5 separate regions of the Mus musculus genome follow, and all the other regions are linked to region 4. Evidence: chromatin contacts called from public Hi-C, HiChIP or PLAC-seq and promoter capture Hi-C data. All regions are on one chromosome and are shown on one strand. Each heading gives the region's core, a stretch centred on a gene start, on an enhancer-like site or on the middle of the called end of the contact. The rest is flanking DNA. Distances are from core to core; before and after follow the strand shown.

The links. Promoter capture Hi-C pulls out the DNA fragments that hold promoters and counts their contacts. A called contact is a pair of places that touch in the nucleus more often than the background predicts. HiChIP or PLAC-seq counts read pairs in DNA pulled down with a chosen protein or histone mark. Capture Hi-C pulls out chosen DNA fragments and counts their contacts.
Region 1: an H3K27ac HiChIP or PLAC-seq map of extraembryonic endoderm stem cells shows a contact between it and region 4, with 7 times the contacts expected there. The contact joins the promoter of Aak1 here to the promoter of Antxr1 in region 4. A contact is called at or near these places in 2 of 115 datasets of contacts at active chromatin or transcription factors (embryonic stem cells and extraembryonic endoderm stem cells).
Region 2: a contact with region 4 is called in a promoter capture Hi-C map of embryonic stem cells, with 16 read pairs. The contact joins the promoter of Gfpt1 here to the promoter of Antxr1 in region 4. A contact is called at or near these places in 19 of 39 promoter capture datasets (the 3T3-L1 cell line, 3T3-L1-derived adipocytes, the C10 cell line and 11 more), 5 of 484 Hi-C or Micro-C datasets (bone marrow-derived macrophages, embryonic stem cells, forebrain and 2 more), 16 of 115 datasets of contacts at active chromatin or transcription factors (the NIH/3T3 cell line, T-cell acute lymphoblastic leukemia, astrocytes and 10 more) and 2 of 9 other capture datasets (adipose tissue and pancreatic islet).
Region 3: a Hi-C map of cortical neurons shows a contact between it and region 4, with 2.5 times the contacts expected there. The contact joins the promoter of Aplf here to the promoter of Antxr1 in region 4. A contact is called at or near these places in 9 of 39 promoter capture datasets (the 3T3-L1 cell line, 3T3-L1-derived adipocytes, the C10 cell line and 4 more), 1 of 15 datasets of contacts at CTCF or cohesin (large pre-B cells), 2 of 484 Hi-C or Micro-C datasets (the HPC-7 cell line and cortical neurons) and 1 of 9 other capture datasets (liver).
Region 5: a contact with region 4 is called in a promoter capture Hi-C map of adipose tissue. The contact joins the promoter of Gp9 here to the promoter of Antxr1 in region 4. A contact is called at or near these places in 1 of 39 promoter capture datasets (pre-B cells), 1 of 115 datasets of contacts at active chromatin or transcription factors (pancreatic cancer cells) and 1 of 9 other capture datasets (adipose tissue).

The regions. Positions count from the first base shown.
Region 1 is chr6:86,848,220-86,850,919 of GRCm38.p6, reverse strand. Aak1 (AP2 associated kinase 1) reads right to left here and starts at 1,415. Exons shown (of 16, transcript NM_001378654.1): 1 at 705-1,415. The coding sequence starts at 867. 2610306M01Rik (RIKEN cDNA 2610306M01 gene) reads left to right here and starts at 1,480. Exons shown (of 1, transcript NR_028298.1): 1 at 1,480-2,513.
Region 2 is chr6:87,041,545-87,044,395 of GRCm38.p6, reverse strand. Gfpt1 (glutamine fructose-6-phosphate transaminase 1) reads right to left here and starts at 1,550. Exons shown (of 19, transcript NM_013528.3): 1 at 1,391-1,550. The coding sequence starts at 1,397.
Region 3 is chr6:87,670,889-87,673,629 of GRCm38.p6, reverse strand. It overlaps Aplf (aprataxin and PNKP like factor), which reads left to right and starts at 1,469. Exons shown (of 10, transcript NM_001372332.1): 1 at 1,469-1,770. The coding sequence starts at 1,675. It also overlaps E230015B07Rik.
Region 4 is chr6:87,334,308-87,337,146 of GRCm38.p6, reverse strand. Antxr1 (anthrax toxin receptor 1) reads left to right here and starts at 1,372. Exons shown (of 18, transcript NM_054041.2): 1 at 1,372-1,850. The coding sequence starts at 1,705.
Region 5 is chr6:87,776,694-87,779,393 of GRCm38.p6, reverse strand. Gp9 (glycoprotein 9 (platelet)) reads right to left here and starts at 1,324. Exons shown (of 2, transcript NM_018762.2): 1 at 1,218-1,324; 2 at 1-401. The coding sequence starts at 389.

The DNA of each region.
Region 1 (2,700 bases), core at 166-2,665, 490 kb after region 4:
ACAGATAGACCAACGAGCACACACCGAGAGAAACCACACAGCATCCTCTCCAACTGAGAGAACACTAAACCAGAGCCAATCCTAAGTCATTCTTAATAGAAACTAAAAGGAGAAAAGAGGCCTAGGCGTCTGAGTTCAAAACCATCTCATTCGCTTATGATTTTATCTTAGCCACATCCTGGGGACCTCACTGCAGTTGGGTAAAGAAACAAACCTAACCAAAACACCAAAAAATGCATTCCTGTCCCCAGAGAAATCCTCTTTGGCTACCTACTTAAAGAAATAGGAAAGTTAGGTGGGAGAAGCCCCCCTCTCCTTTAAGATCTCTCCCCATCCCCACCCTTCAGCCTCCGCATCAGAATTTAAAGTTTCAGGGAAATGGCAAGACCACCACCCTGCATTTCACTTATACTTCACACATAGGATCCGAATAATTCGGTCAAAGGAAGAGATTTCTCCACGCGCTCCCCCCACCCACCCAAATGAAAGGCCACTGAGGTAAACTATTTGGGCAATACTGCCCCCCCAAGCCCTGTCAATTCCCAGTCTGAGTTTTAATTCTCTCAAGGACAATGACTCGCAAGGAAAGTGCAGAGGGGGAAGGGAGGGTCAGTTGGTCAAAACCCATTCATACAACTAGAAACCAGAGTCTTGCCACATCAGCACACGAGATTAATTCACCGCGCACTGGCTTCCCAACATACCTTCCGCCAACACCTCGTCCACGGTGACCTGCTGCCTCCCGATGCCGAAGACCCTTCCGATGTAACCACTGCCCAGGCCTGAGCTGCTGCCCCCTCCTCCGCTGGAGCCTGAACCCAGGCCAGAGCTCCCCTGCTCCCGCCTGGAGTCGAAAAACTTCTTCATCTTTCCAATATGAAATGCCAAGGCAAAATGCCGATGGTTTCTAGGTTCGTATTTGTTGTAAAGAAAAGAGATCTAAGGATTTCTTCTCCGGTTTCAGCCCTGAGCAGAGCCCCGGGAATCCGGCCGTGGGGTGGGGGCTGAGGGACGGCGCCTGCAGGAATAGACTGTCAATCGCGCGGCGGGTCCCCTCCTCCTCGGGGAGCGATCGTTTAAGTTTAAACCTGCGATGACAGAGGCAGAGAGAGGATGAATCAGTAACACACTCCAGAGCCTAACTGCCGGGTCCTAGGGAAAGCACAGGCCGTCATCCAGAGGAAACGCTGCGTGCATTTTCTTCGGGAAAGCCCTGGAAACGCACCGGACCCCTGCCCGGACCCCCGCCCCGGGCCCCGGACACCCACTAGCGGCCGCTCGGCGGCGAGCCCAGCTACCAGCCCCGCGACATGGCCACGGCCGCCGGCCTGCGACACGAAGGAGGCGGCGCTGCCGCAGAGCCGGGGCCGCTTCGGCGCCCGCCCGCCCGCCAGCTGATCCCCGAGCGCCGCGCTGAGGCCGCCCCTCCCCCGCGCGCGCGCCCGTCGGCTCCGACCACCCACCCGGAAGTGACCTGCCACCGGAAGTGCTTCTCAGGGCCGCACAGCCCCTTCTCAGGGGCCGTCTCAGGTGCACCAGCTATAGCTACAGAGCGAAAGAAACCGATGGCAAGAAGGGAACCAGAGCAGTGGAACTCGGGACAGAGACACTTGGAAGAGAGCGTTGCCGTAGTCCTGCCGCTGAGCACCCTGGGAAGAGTAGTTCGGGGTAATCTGGCATCTGGACTACAATTCCCAAGATGCCCCGGGAGCGAGCGCACCTTCGGACGCCGTCTCCAGGGACTGGAGATGATAGTGGAGTGGTGCAGAAGTGAGGCTTCGGGTATTTAAGTACATCTGCTAAAGTCACCAGAGACTAGTTTTCCAGCTGCACGTCCCACTCTCTGTAGCCATTTTATCTATGGCTTGGCCTCATGGACAGAGGCACTCTGGGAATTGTGGTTTCACAGGAGTCCGGACTGACACCTGAAGGACGCGGTTTAGCTGCCTCGCCCCAGTTGGGTTTGGGAGTTCCCCGACGTCATGGGAGCGGAGGTACTGAAGGCTTGGGGGCTGGGGAGAAGTGGGTATGATGCCAGCAGGGAGCCGAGCGGAATCTCGGTGCTGAAGGAAACAAAGCAGGTGTCTTCCGGTCCCCGACCACGATGAGAACTGAGAAGCCTGAGGGTCGAAGAAGGAACTGCGGGAGATCCAGTACACGGAGCATCTAGGGACCAGGCTACATCCATCCTTGGGCTCCACCCCAAACCATGGCCCTCTGCCGACCCAGATTTGCCTGGTCCTTACCAGATATATTCACGCCTTTAAAGGGAACTTTAGACACACCTACTGCTTTCTCTTCAGAATCTTTCGCAAGAAGATGCTGTGTTTACTAAGGATCGCTTGGGTGCGGATAGAGTACAGGGCTGTGTGATTGGCACCTGTCAAATGCTAAGGATTTGGAAAGGAATTGAGATCTCTCCTCCTAGATTGCTTCACAGAAGATGTTGTTGTCGTGCCAAATCCCTGCCTCCCCTGCCCTCTCCCCCAAGAAATACATGGTTTTTTCTCTTTTTTGAGTATAGGTTATTTTTCCACCAGCTCCCCACACTTCTTAAAGATGCAACTACCCTCTTGCAGTTCATCCCAGAATTTCTACTTCAGGCACTTGAGGAAGATCTAGAAGGGGGCCCCCAGGAAATAAAAAAAGATGGGTCTTGCTGGGCAGTGGTGGCTCACGTCTTTAATCCCAGCACTTGGG
Region 2 (2,851 bases), core at 301-2,800, 290 kb after region 4:
TGCTTGAGAGACAGCGTGGGACACTATTTCTAAGAAACAAACGCTCTTTAGTCTAGTGGTCATTGTCGGTTTTAAAAGGAAAGGTAAAAATATAACTTTTTAAATACTACTAATGGCTCATTCCCATTTTACAATATTATTAGTGGTATCATATATAATTCTCATGGTATCTTTTAGTAACACTTTTTGATAATGGGGGGCGGGGGTGAGGGGTAAGACAGAGTTTCTCTGTGTAACTGTGCTCCAGCTGTCTTGGAACCAGGTTGTACTCAAAATCACTGATTTCCACCTGCCTCTGTCTCCTGAGGGCTAGGATTAAAGGCGTTGTACCACCACCGCCCAGCTAAATAAGAAGCCTTAAAATATGGAATAAAAGAGCCTGTTTTTTTTAATGGTTGTAGTAAAGACATATGTTAAACAGGTGTACATGCATGATGTGGGATCTTTAGCCAGGACTACTACTCTCTCTTCCAACAAGATCAGCTCTGAGCCCATTTCATCAAGTTATTGATTTAGTAATGGTTCCTGTTGAGAGACTTAAGAGTGGCAGAAGTCATGTGGGGTATCACTGTCAGTGCGTTGGCTTGAGTTCTCGCAGGCCTGCCTAAAATAAAGTGACTAGAATTAAGTATTTTTAAGACTGCAAGATAAGTAAATTCAAGAAATGCTACCAGCCAGGAGTGGTCATTCATACTTATAATCACAACACTTGGAAGGCTGAGACAGGGCAATGTGAATTACAGGCCAACCTGGGCTACCAAGTGGGACCCAGTTACAAAGAGACAGAAAAAGGGGATTTGGGGGGTGTGGCTAAGGGAAAGAGTACTCACTCACTTGACAAGCTGCCTTTATGAGTTTAACCCCCAGTACCACACAGCATGTTCACAGGTCGCCTCACTCACCTGGTGGACCTTCCCCTAGGCATCCCTCCATACTTGGTCTCACTTTGAGCCTCACAGCTCTTCTAAGGTAGGTATTCATCTATCCTCTGAGCTCTATGCAAAGGTGCCCCTTGAACGCTCTGATACCCTCCCTGGCCCACCCCACCCCCAATCCTCTAGCCCCTTTAAGTAGCCTCTGACTCCTAGGGCCCCCACAATCTCCTCTGCCGGTCCCTCTTAAGCACACTAGCTCCGGCCGCCCCTTCAACACCGGAATCCCCATCTTAGAGTCCCTGCCTCACGGACAGCAGCCTTTCTCCCCAGAGACCCTTCTCCTTCCAGATCCCGGCTCCCCTCAGGACCCTCAATCTCCTCGGGATGCCCGCTCCACAAGCCCCCCTTCTCTTCAGGACCCCAGCCCCAAGGCCGCTCTGTTGACACGCGCTGTCCACCTCTGGCTTCACTGCGCGGGCCCTGCGGCCACCACACACCCCCATCGCTGCCCTTACCGCACATGATGTTGGTCACGGGCGAGGGCTGAGCTGTCGGGCGCGCGGAGAGCTTCAGAAGCGAGGGTGAGCTCGGGCCGGGGTGGTGGCAATGAGAGGACTCTGGGATGCGACAGCTCAGACCCGACAGTCCGACTCAGCGCTCGCTTCGCTCTCAACTGCCGCCCCGCCCCCCCCGGCCACGCGCGCCGCCGCGGCTCTCCCATTGGGCCGCGCCCGCGCCGCTCACGCGCAGGCATCGCCCGCCCAGCGCGCAGACGCAGAGCTGCGGGTAGCGACGTGGCAGGGGCTCGACCAGCATCCGCTTTAGGTTCCTGGAGCCGCCCGCTGAGGGCGAGCCGAGCCTCGGAGGAGGAGGAGGAAGGGAATGTTTACACAGCAGTTTGTGTGTTTCAAGGGGAACGGGAAGGAGGGAGACAGAGAGAAAAGCTGTAGGGCAGGAGGGAGAGCCTGGGACAGACGTGTCAGTGTGCAGAGCCACGGTGGCCGGAACTGCGCTGCTGGCGCAGAGGTGCGGGAGCCTGCAGGACGCCCTCGGGCAGCCATTCCGGTGACGACCTGAGCTGTAGGCAAGGTGCTCAGCGCCCCACTCCCTGCCTTCCTCACTGTTCTCTGCCTAAGGTACCACTAGTCAGTAGTCCCAGCACTGCGCCTGCGCTCAGGGAAGCTGTGGGCACGTTGTACTCGGGATCGCTCTTGTCGCGAATGAACTCTCCGTTGAGAAAAGAGGAGTTAGCGGGGCGTTCCCTTTCAGAAGGTTTAAATAATACCTTGGAGCAAAAGTAGCTGGTTATCAGCCCGCACTTGATAGCTCTAACGGAAATGAATGAGTAGGGCCCACAGAAGCACTCTCAGCCAGAATCCCCTTCCTACTGCTCCAGCATTCAAAACTGCACGCCAGGGTTATTCTACAGAGTCCCACATCACATCCTTGCCACTTTTAAGTGTGACATCTTTAGGTCTCCCCAAGATGGTTTTAACATCTCATCCTTTGATCTGTCTCATACAATAACAGACTTCTTTGGTTTTTTGTTTTTTGTTTTGTTTTTTGTTTGTTTGTTTGTTTTGAGACAGGGTTTCTCTGTGTAGCCCTGGCTGTCCTGGAACTCACTCTGTAGACCAGGCTGGCCTCGAACTCAGAAATCCGCCTGCCTCTGCCTCCCGAGTGCTGGGATTAAAGGCGTGCGCCACCACGCCCGGCTATAACAGACTTCTGTATTAAAGGTGGTTTTTTTCCTCTCCCCACTAAACTGTTAAGTTCCTTTATGATAGAGTGAGATTTTTTTGTTTGTTTGTTTGGTTGGCTTTTTTTTTTTTTAATAACCAACACTTGCCTAGTCATAGACCAGAGCAATACGTGGCAAATTAAAACTGTTCTGGTGGCTGGAAAGAGTGATAAAAGCCTTATAGGCTTGTCCTAAGCTCTTTGTATGTGCAAGGAAGCAAAGGCTTTTCAGTTTT
Region 3 (2,741 bases), core at 220-2,719, 340 kb before region 4:
AGCCTCTGCATCGGTTCCTGCCTCCATGTTCCTGCCTGGAGTTCTTGGCCTGACTTCCCTTCTGCCCCCCAAGTTAATTTTGGTTTTCTGGTTCTGTATAGATTTCATTGGAGTTTTGATTAGGAAGAGGGACAAAGAGCTCCAAGGTCCCCAAGTTCATCTTCAGCCTCCTAAAGTAAGGCTAAGGTTTAAGTAGGGGGCCAGCATTTGAATATCTGAGCCATCTCCAGTTGCAAGGTGTGGCCCTGCCCATTACTGCTGAGGTTCTAGTGCTTCAGCAAGGCATTCTGACAAATTGACGGGACTGTGAAATCTCTCCGGGGGAAAGTCTCTCGTCTTGATGGGTCTGCCTTTTGACTTTTTAATCCAGCATGAGATTACTAAGGAAAATTCCAGTCTCTTAAGGCCCACTGTTCTGAGAGCCAAAATGAGGGTCACAGTGACTCTTTAGAATAACTCCATTTCCCCTAGGCTTGTGACAAGGTGGCCTCTTGGGGAAGAGAAGACCTTGTGCCTCCTGGAGGCATTAGGGGATAAGACTCCAACTCCATGACCTTCTGCAGAGTCCTGTAGTACAGGCTTTAATATGGAAGAGAAAGCCCTCCAGACACAGGCCTAGCTGAGGCTGTCCTCAGCCACAAGAAAGGAAAAGATCTTAAGAGAGCAGTGCCAAACTCTGGGCCAGGCTTCCTCCAAAGAGAAAGTTCCCTCTAGCTGGGAGCCCTGAGCTTAGCAACTGGCTTCTCCATAGAAAAGACCACCTTTCCCCTCCATCCCGTCCCTGTAGGTTTGCCCCCCACCCTCGGACCCTAGGTTTGCTTCCCCCAGTCCAGGCCTCCACCAAAGAGAAAGACAGGCCTGCTACAGATCCCAGCCAGAGAATATGCCTCTTTTATAGAGAAGGAAGATTCTCCGGCCCCGTGGGCCAAGTGTCTGAGCCAGGCCTTTGAAAATAGAAGCTCCACTGGCTGCAGATCCATCCCCAAATGAGTATGGGGCGCCTGCACAGGAAAGTTAATGACCCTCTTGAGGCTGAACCCTAAAAATCTAAGTCCAGACATACTTCTTGGAGTAGGGAAGACAGTCCTGCCACGGAGGCCTTATTCTAGCCGAAGCTGTCTCCTTATGGAAGAGAAGGGGAAGAAGCAGATACACACATCATACTCCATTGGGAAAAGAACATCCCCCTGTTGAAGTCACAGGGCCACGGGCCAGCACTGTGGTTCATTTAAAAACTCAGGCCAACCCTCTCCTAAGGCCTTGACGTCAGCACTACTCTAGCCCCACCCCTGCCCAAGCACGAATCAACCTAGGCGCAGAGATGCGCGTATTGCCTTCTGGGATTGGTAGTTTTTCCATGCAGTCTGTACTCCGGAAAGGAGCCGAAGGGAGGTGTCAGGAACTACAAGACCCAGCGTTCCATGAGTCCTGTGAGAGGAAGTGCTGGAAGATTGTGGGTGTGCGTTCCAGTTTTTAAGCTGTAGTTTGGCGGTCTGTTGACAGGTATTCCCTGCACGAATCACAGGCTCTCAAGGAGTGGGGATTCCGGAAAGGGAAGAAGCACACTCACCAGGAAAGGAGCCTCGGGTTTCACACCCCTTCGGGCCATGCCCAGCGTGCCTGAGGGAGGTGGCTACGAGGTATCTCCTGGCGAAGGAACCTTCTCTTACCGCCATGCCTTCGGACTTCTTTCTGCAGCCTCTGGACGGCGGTCCCCGCGTGCCCGTGGGGCCGGGGCAGACTGTGATAGGCCGCGGGCCGCTGCTGGGAGTAAGTGTGGGAGGTAGTGTGGGCGTGGGCAGCCAGAGCTTGCTCAGCCGAGGCTGTCTCTTGTCTCCTGAGCTTGGGAACTCCGCGTCTTGGCTCTGCTTGTCAAGATTTTATAGGTTTGGGGCAGTAGGTTTTCAAACAACGTTAGTCAAGTCCCAGACATTTCTTTTTGGTGCCTGTATGGTTCGAGTATGGACCGAGTTAACATCATTAGCCTATCCAGCTGGCAAACGAGGGCCAAATCCAAGTTGAGCTAAGTTCGGGTTGTAAGATGTAAAATGTAAACAGACCAACTAAACAAAACCGCTGCTAGTATTTAAAGACGTATAGTACTCTAAAGGTTAATGTGTTGCATGTTGACCTACAAAGCTTACAATATTTACGGTACTGTATGAGCCATAACAGGGAAGGTTAATCACCTCCCTTAAGCTAACTTCTTTTATCTCCTTGCCTTCTCTGCTGGGCTGGTGGGCCTTACCAATAATAGCAGTATCCCTTTTGGTAGTATCAGTAGCTGTCTTTAAGTTGTCTGGGTAGTGAACCAGTCATTGTTCTAAAGAGATGACTTTAATTTACTACTTCCAAAACTTTTTGAGTTAGGTGCTTTTTATTAGCCTTGTTCAAATGAGAAAGTTGGAGTATAAACTGGTCATTTAAAGGTGATACATGTACAAATGGCCACTATGCTATATATTCTTTACCCTCTTTGGGAGGAGTAGGAACCAAACCGTTTGCAGTTTGCACTATGAAATTATATTTGGTGGTATTAAACCATTTAGCATTGCCACAAGACCTATCATTTACAAAGGCCACTCTAGAGAACCTGGCGGTCGAGTTGAAATATCACAAGGGAGAGATGGGCTAGCCATTAAGAGCCTGGAATTTATTACAGAGGACTGGCTTCCCAGCACTTATGTCAGGCAATTCACAAATGCTTGTAATTCTGCCTCTCTGGGCAATGTACACACATG
Region 4 (2,839 bases), core at 123-2,622:
CCCAGGCAGACCTTCTAGACCACCCCCAATCCCACCCCATAATATTCTCAAGGCATTTCTCTGCCACCCAAACTCTTAAAGAGCTCAGAGGACACCCAGGACATGAGAATGAGATGTTCTGAACTGCTAGCTTCTCCTGTCCCTTGCTTCCCTGTAGGGACATGTAAACCCTATCCTCCAGGCTCAGATCACTTCCTTTATTACACTGTCCCCAAGTTCCTCCTTGTCCTGGACCAGTGCCCCTCACCCCCTAGTTTTCCAGCCTTCATTGGTCCAGCTGGCTTCTGTAGAGATCCCCTCCTCTTTCTTATCACAGAGCTTAGTGGGGCCAAGATGGGTTTTCCTTGTTTGAGGCAGTAAAAAAATTATAGAAAAAGCAACTGTAGTCAGTTTGAGTATTTTTACTTCTCCTAATTATTTTTTTTTTCCTGCAAACAGCAACTTCAAAAATGTGGGTGCTAGTAGGTGTTACCTGAAGACAATTTTATGAACAAGCATGCCTGGAAAACTGTTAAATCAACTTTCTTCCTACAGAAATTCTCCAGTGTTTAAATTAATAACAGGCATGTATTAGTTACCTGTGATTGAGTAACAAACCACCCCCAAGCCAGCAGCTCAGAGCACAGGCAAACACTGCTGCCTGCTTTCCAAGGTTGGGAGTCAGAGGAGGGCCAGGTCAGGTGCCTGCTTGGGTGTCAGAGGCTGCAGTCACCTGAAGGCTTAGCAGGCACTGGAGAATTAGCAGTGAACAGTTAATCCTCAAACAAGTCACCAGGGTTGGTGTTACCACAAGACTCCCTAAAACGTGGAGATGCGGACAATCTAGATGCCTTGGCTGTTCCAAACCTCAACAACTACATTCGGTGGCATTGTCTGTGCAGATTTTAACCAGAGCCCTTTGTGATCTGCAGTAAAACTATGTAAGATCAAGCCTTGTGCTTCATTTGCACAAAGGCTCCTGTTTGCAAAGTCCTGGCCTGGAGTTGGAGTCACCCTGCTCGAAGGAAATGAGTTTTCATCAAATGTTTACAGGGACTGTATCCGCAGATACAGAAGAGCAAAACAGAAAGAAGGCATGGGGGTTGGGGGATGGTTAGAGAGGATGAAGACCTGGCCGTGGAAAAGTTAAGAAAGGAGACGAAAAGGAAGGATTAATTAAAGGCGTGCACCTCACCTGAAAACTCTTAAGATTTATCCCCTGCCAAAAGTCCCCACCCAATTCCGCCCCAGCCAAGGTCTAGGGGACCCCAACATTTTCGCCGCCCTTGGCCACAAGATGGCACTCTTTAGACTTTTTCCAAAAAAAAAAAAAAAAAAAAAAAAAAAAAAAAGAAGGGAGGGAGGGAGCAAAGACACCGCACTGCCCCAACCAAGAACAATTTGAAAACCCACCCCATCATACTTAAAATCTAGGACAAAGAGCCATCGGGACGGAACTGCTTCGACTGCAAAGCTTCAAGCGCAGCCTGGGAGCGGCCTGGTGGCCCTATCCCGGCAGCTCCACACAGCAGAACGCCCTGGGTCCCTGAAACTCGAAACCCGGGCTCAGAACCAGCGGAAACCAAAGCGAAATCCTTGAACTTCTCTGAACAATTGCTTCCGGGCGTTTGCTGAGAGCCGGGGGACCTGACCGGAGCCCAGGCCGCGTATGGCGCGCCCCTGATGTCACACGGACGCCAGCGAGGCCAGCGCTCCGGCTGCAGCATGGACCGCGCGGGGCGCCTGGGTGCGGGCCTGCGGGGACTCTGCGTGGCTGCACTCGTGCTCGTGTGCGCCGGACACGGGGGCCGCCGCGAGGATGGGGGACCAGCTTGCTACGGAGGATTCGACCTCTACTTCATCCTGGACAAGTAAGTGCCTGGAGGATGCTGCTCTGGGGCGGGCGGTCCCTAGGGCGCACCACAGCTGGCCGCCGGTCCTCAACTGCGGGGCGTCTGAAATGCTTAGCCTGCTTTCTTTGCTGTCTCTGGCCCGGAGCTTGCGAGTCCAGGGAGGATGCAGTTGGCTCTATTTGTCTTATTGCTTTCCAATCTTGGGAGAAGGAATTGCAACCAGAAGTAGAATTTGCAGACACTTCCAAAGTTGGAGACGTGGGTATTCTTCAAAATTAGCCACCTCTTTTTACAAAATGTAAAAATGCAGTCTTTGTTCTCCATGGCATGATGCCTGTTGACCCGGGGCACTTGTGGAAGTCCAAGGCACGGATTCTCCACCTCTGGGGTTCCAACTAGTTTTTGTGCAGACTTCACCATCCGCTTAAGGGCTCTAAGCACCATTTCTGCCCCCTACCCTATAGACAGAAGCCAGCCACAAGGCCACTCTTCCGCCTGATTGGTGTTAACTAAAAATGCTTTCAAATGCTGGCAAATGTCTCCAGCACCCCTTGCCTTCAGAACTGAGGTGTAGATCAATTTGGGCTGATGGTTTTTGACTGATGGGCTGCCAGGGAAACCAGCAAGATTACTCCTTACTAAAAGGAACTTTGCTTAAGGAAGAACTGAGTTAAGTCCAGTTCGACACTTTCCAGATCCCCACAGGGTTTGCCAAAGCCACAGTTACTCAAGTAAGCTTCATGCGCTCTGCTGAAAAGCGGCTACAACAATAAAAAGTGCCTCAAGATCCGGGCTCCTTAGATCTGTGCCAGTGCCAGGAGAGGCGCTTGCAGCTACAGTGGTAGGGAGGTGAATTTCACAGACTGGAAAGTATTTGGGACTTGGAACAAGAGTCCTGAAAAATAAGCTGGCCGCTGGACACCAAATGTGCTTCACAGTTGCTGCTGGGGCTTGATTTTTTTCCGTAGAGGCTGTTTTGAGCTCCAGGTACTTTGGATTAAAAAGCG
Region 5 (2,700 bases), core at 75-2,574, 440 kb before region 4:
TAACCTGTCAGCTGGCCCAGCGGGCGCCTGGTGGCCAAGTCAGGGCTGGCACAGTACACATGCATTAGGGCCTCGGGCATGTGGTCCTCCAGCCAGAGGCGCAGGTAGGTGAGGCTGCAGTCACAGTGCCAGGGGTTGTGTGTCACATCCAGGTCCCACAGCTGAGGCAAGTGGTCGAAGGCACCTGGTGGCACTGAACGCAGGCTATTGTTGGCCAGCAGGAGCTGGCGAGTGTGCGCTGGTATCACGGGCAGGGCTGTGAGGCCTTGCCCCTCACAGTTCACCTTTAACCCCATGGTTTCCAAGGACTGGCAGGTACAGGGCCTGGGGCAAGCCTGAGTATCTGTGGTCGCAGGCCAGAGCAGAAACAGGAGGCCCCAGGTAGTCATCCAGGAGGCAGGCTGTGGGCAGAGCAATGAGATTAACGCTTGTCAGCCTGTGCCAGGATACCTATGCTGGACAGGGTCTACACTTTTTCTCCAGGCCTCAGCAGCGTGTTGGGTACAGCCCAGGAAGAGTGGTAGAGAGGAGCAGGGCCTTCTTGGTCTCTGGCAGAGATCCAAGCCTCTGCTCAGATAGGGAAACAGGGGACTGCTAAGGGACTCCAGTCTTCGTCCCTGGCCACAGAGAACAGGAAATGTCTTTCTGGGCTGTACCCAGTCCTTTGCCTGGGCTGGGAGTCAGGCCAGGGAATGCGTTCAGCACCGTGTCCACTCTCCCATGATGCCTGATTCAAAAAAACCTTTAGGGCTCGCAGGGCAGCAGCACTGATGGGGAACTCATAGACCTGTCTTGAAAGCCACTTGTCTAGGCTAAGGCCCAGAACTGGGAATGGGAAGCTTAGAGAGGGAAAATACTTGCCTAGGCTCACCCAGAAGTCCATGGCAAAGTCCAGAGTCAGGAAAGTGTCTCATGGCCATGTGGGTCTGCCTGGCTTGCAGCCCTTTCTCCTGGCTTAGGGCTAAGGGCCGTTTCCTTTGTCTGCTCTCCTACCAGGACCCACCTCAGAGCAGGCTTCTGGGGGTGTTCACTGAATGACTTCTGAATCTTCATTCAGCCAAGTTGCTGGTTAACAACTTAGAGCAAATGATCCCCCACTTTCTGTCTTTTAGCAGAGATCGTCCAGGGAGAGACAGACGTGTCCCCTCTCTTTCTGCCAGCTCAGCTGGAGTGGACACCAGGCAGGAGGTCATGCTGAAAATAAGGAGACTGCTTACCTGTGAGGCCTTGGCTGGGGCACACCTTTTGTGGGCTGGTACCATCCTGTTCAAGGCTGCGGTGGTGGTGGTGTGTGTGAGCTGTGTGAGCTGGCAGTGTGGCTGCTGCCTGACAGGAGGAAGGAAATGGTGAAAATAGCCTGGCTTATCCCCTAAAGACAGCCCCGAGGGCCTGTCAGGGCCAGGAGGCACCCAGAGTCCTAGGGCCTTGGACATAGAACTGTAGACCAACCCCACCTTAAGGGAGGGGTACCTCTGTACCTCAAGCAGCCTGTGGTCTTGTGTGATGGGTCTGTGGGCCAATCAAGGTGTCCCTTGCCTGGTGCTAGTAGTTGGGGAGGACTTCCCGGAGGAGGAGGAGGAGGAGAGTGATGGCTGGCTGTGAGTTTTCCTTTGTAGATTCAGGCGATGGTCCTGATGCTTTTACCTCCCCAGGTGTGGTGTGAATGTCTATTTATAGTCCTCCCTCTCTCTAAAGATGCTGAGGGAGGCTCCTTTCTCTCCATGGTGCCTTTTGCACCTGTTGGGCCCCTCTCTTTCCTGTTTCTCACGGAGTTGCAGGTTTGCAGGGCTGAGCCTCTCGGAGACAGGAGACTAATTTATCTCATGTTACTTTTATAGCCTCTTCCACTTGAGCATGATGTCTGTTTTCACTCCCATTTCAGTTTAATGAATGGTTTTGGTATTACAAGCTATTAATCAAAATCGGACCTAATGGTGAAATAGAATCATTATGCAATTAAAATTCAAATCTGCATTTTTTTAAACAAATCATAAAACCCCCACAGTTGTGAATATTAACCAAATCAATGGATTTTTAGCAGATGACAGAGTTCATGGGCACAGAACGGGGGCCACTGGTGAAGCCTGGGCTGAAGTAACATGTCCAGGAGCTGGGGCTCCTGGGACTGTGGGAGGAAAGATGGACCACTGGGGAGAGTGAGAGACCCCTGATCAACCCTGTGGTCACGGCTGGTGTTGGCCAAGATCAACAGACACAATAAAAGTATCCTGGCTCCTTGATCTGGAGAGATTCAGGCGGGTGTAGAGTTGGAGAGGGAAACTGAGGCAGGGAGCAGCAGTGCCACCATCTAAGGCACAGGGACAGAGGCTGATATTGTGTCAGTAGGACAGAGGCCACCAACATGGTCTGCTGCTGGATCCCTGTGCACTCTTCATGGAGAAGTCATATGGGCCCAGGTCAGGGCAGAGGTGGACAGCACCTCCTCCTTCTCTTACACAGTCCTCTCCCACTTTCGCAGGCCAGCTGCTGCCCTCCCCTGTAGACAGACAGGCCTTTGGACCAGGCTGGTGGCAGGACCTATTGAAGCCCCATGCTCTCTTTGCAGCATCTGTCCACTTCTGCTCTCAGAATAGGGGCTGCATATATACAGAACTCTCACTGGGTGAGCTCTGGTTCCCCAGGGCTGGCTGGGTCCCCTCTGGCCCCTGAGTCCTACCTGCCTGGAACCTACCTTCATAC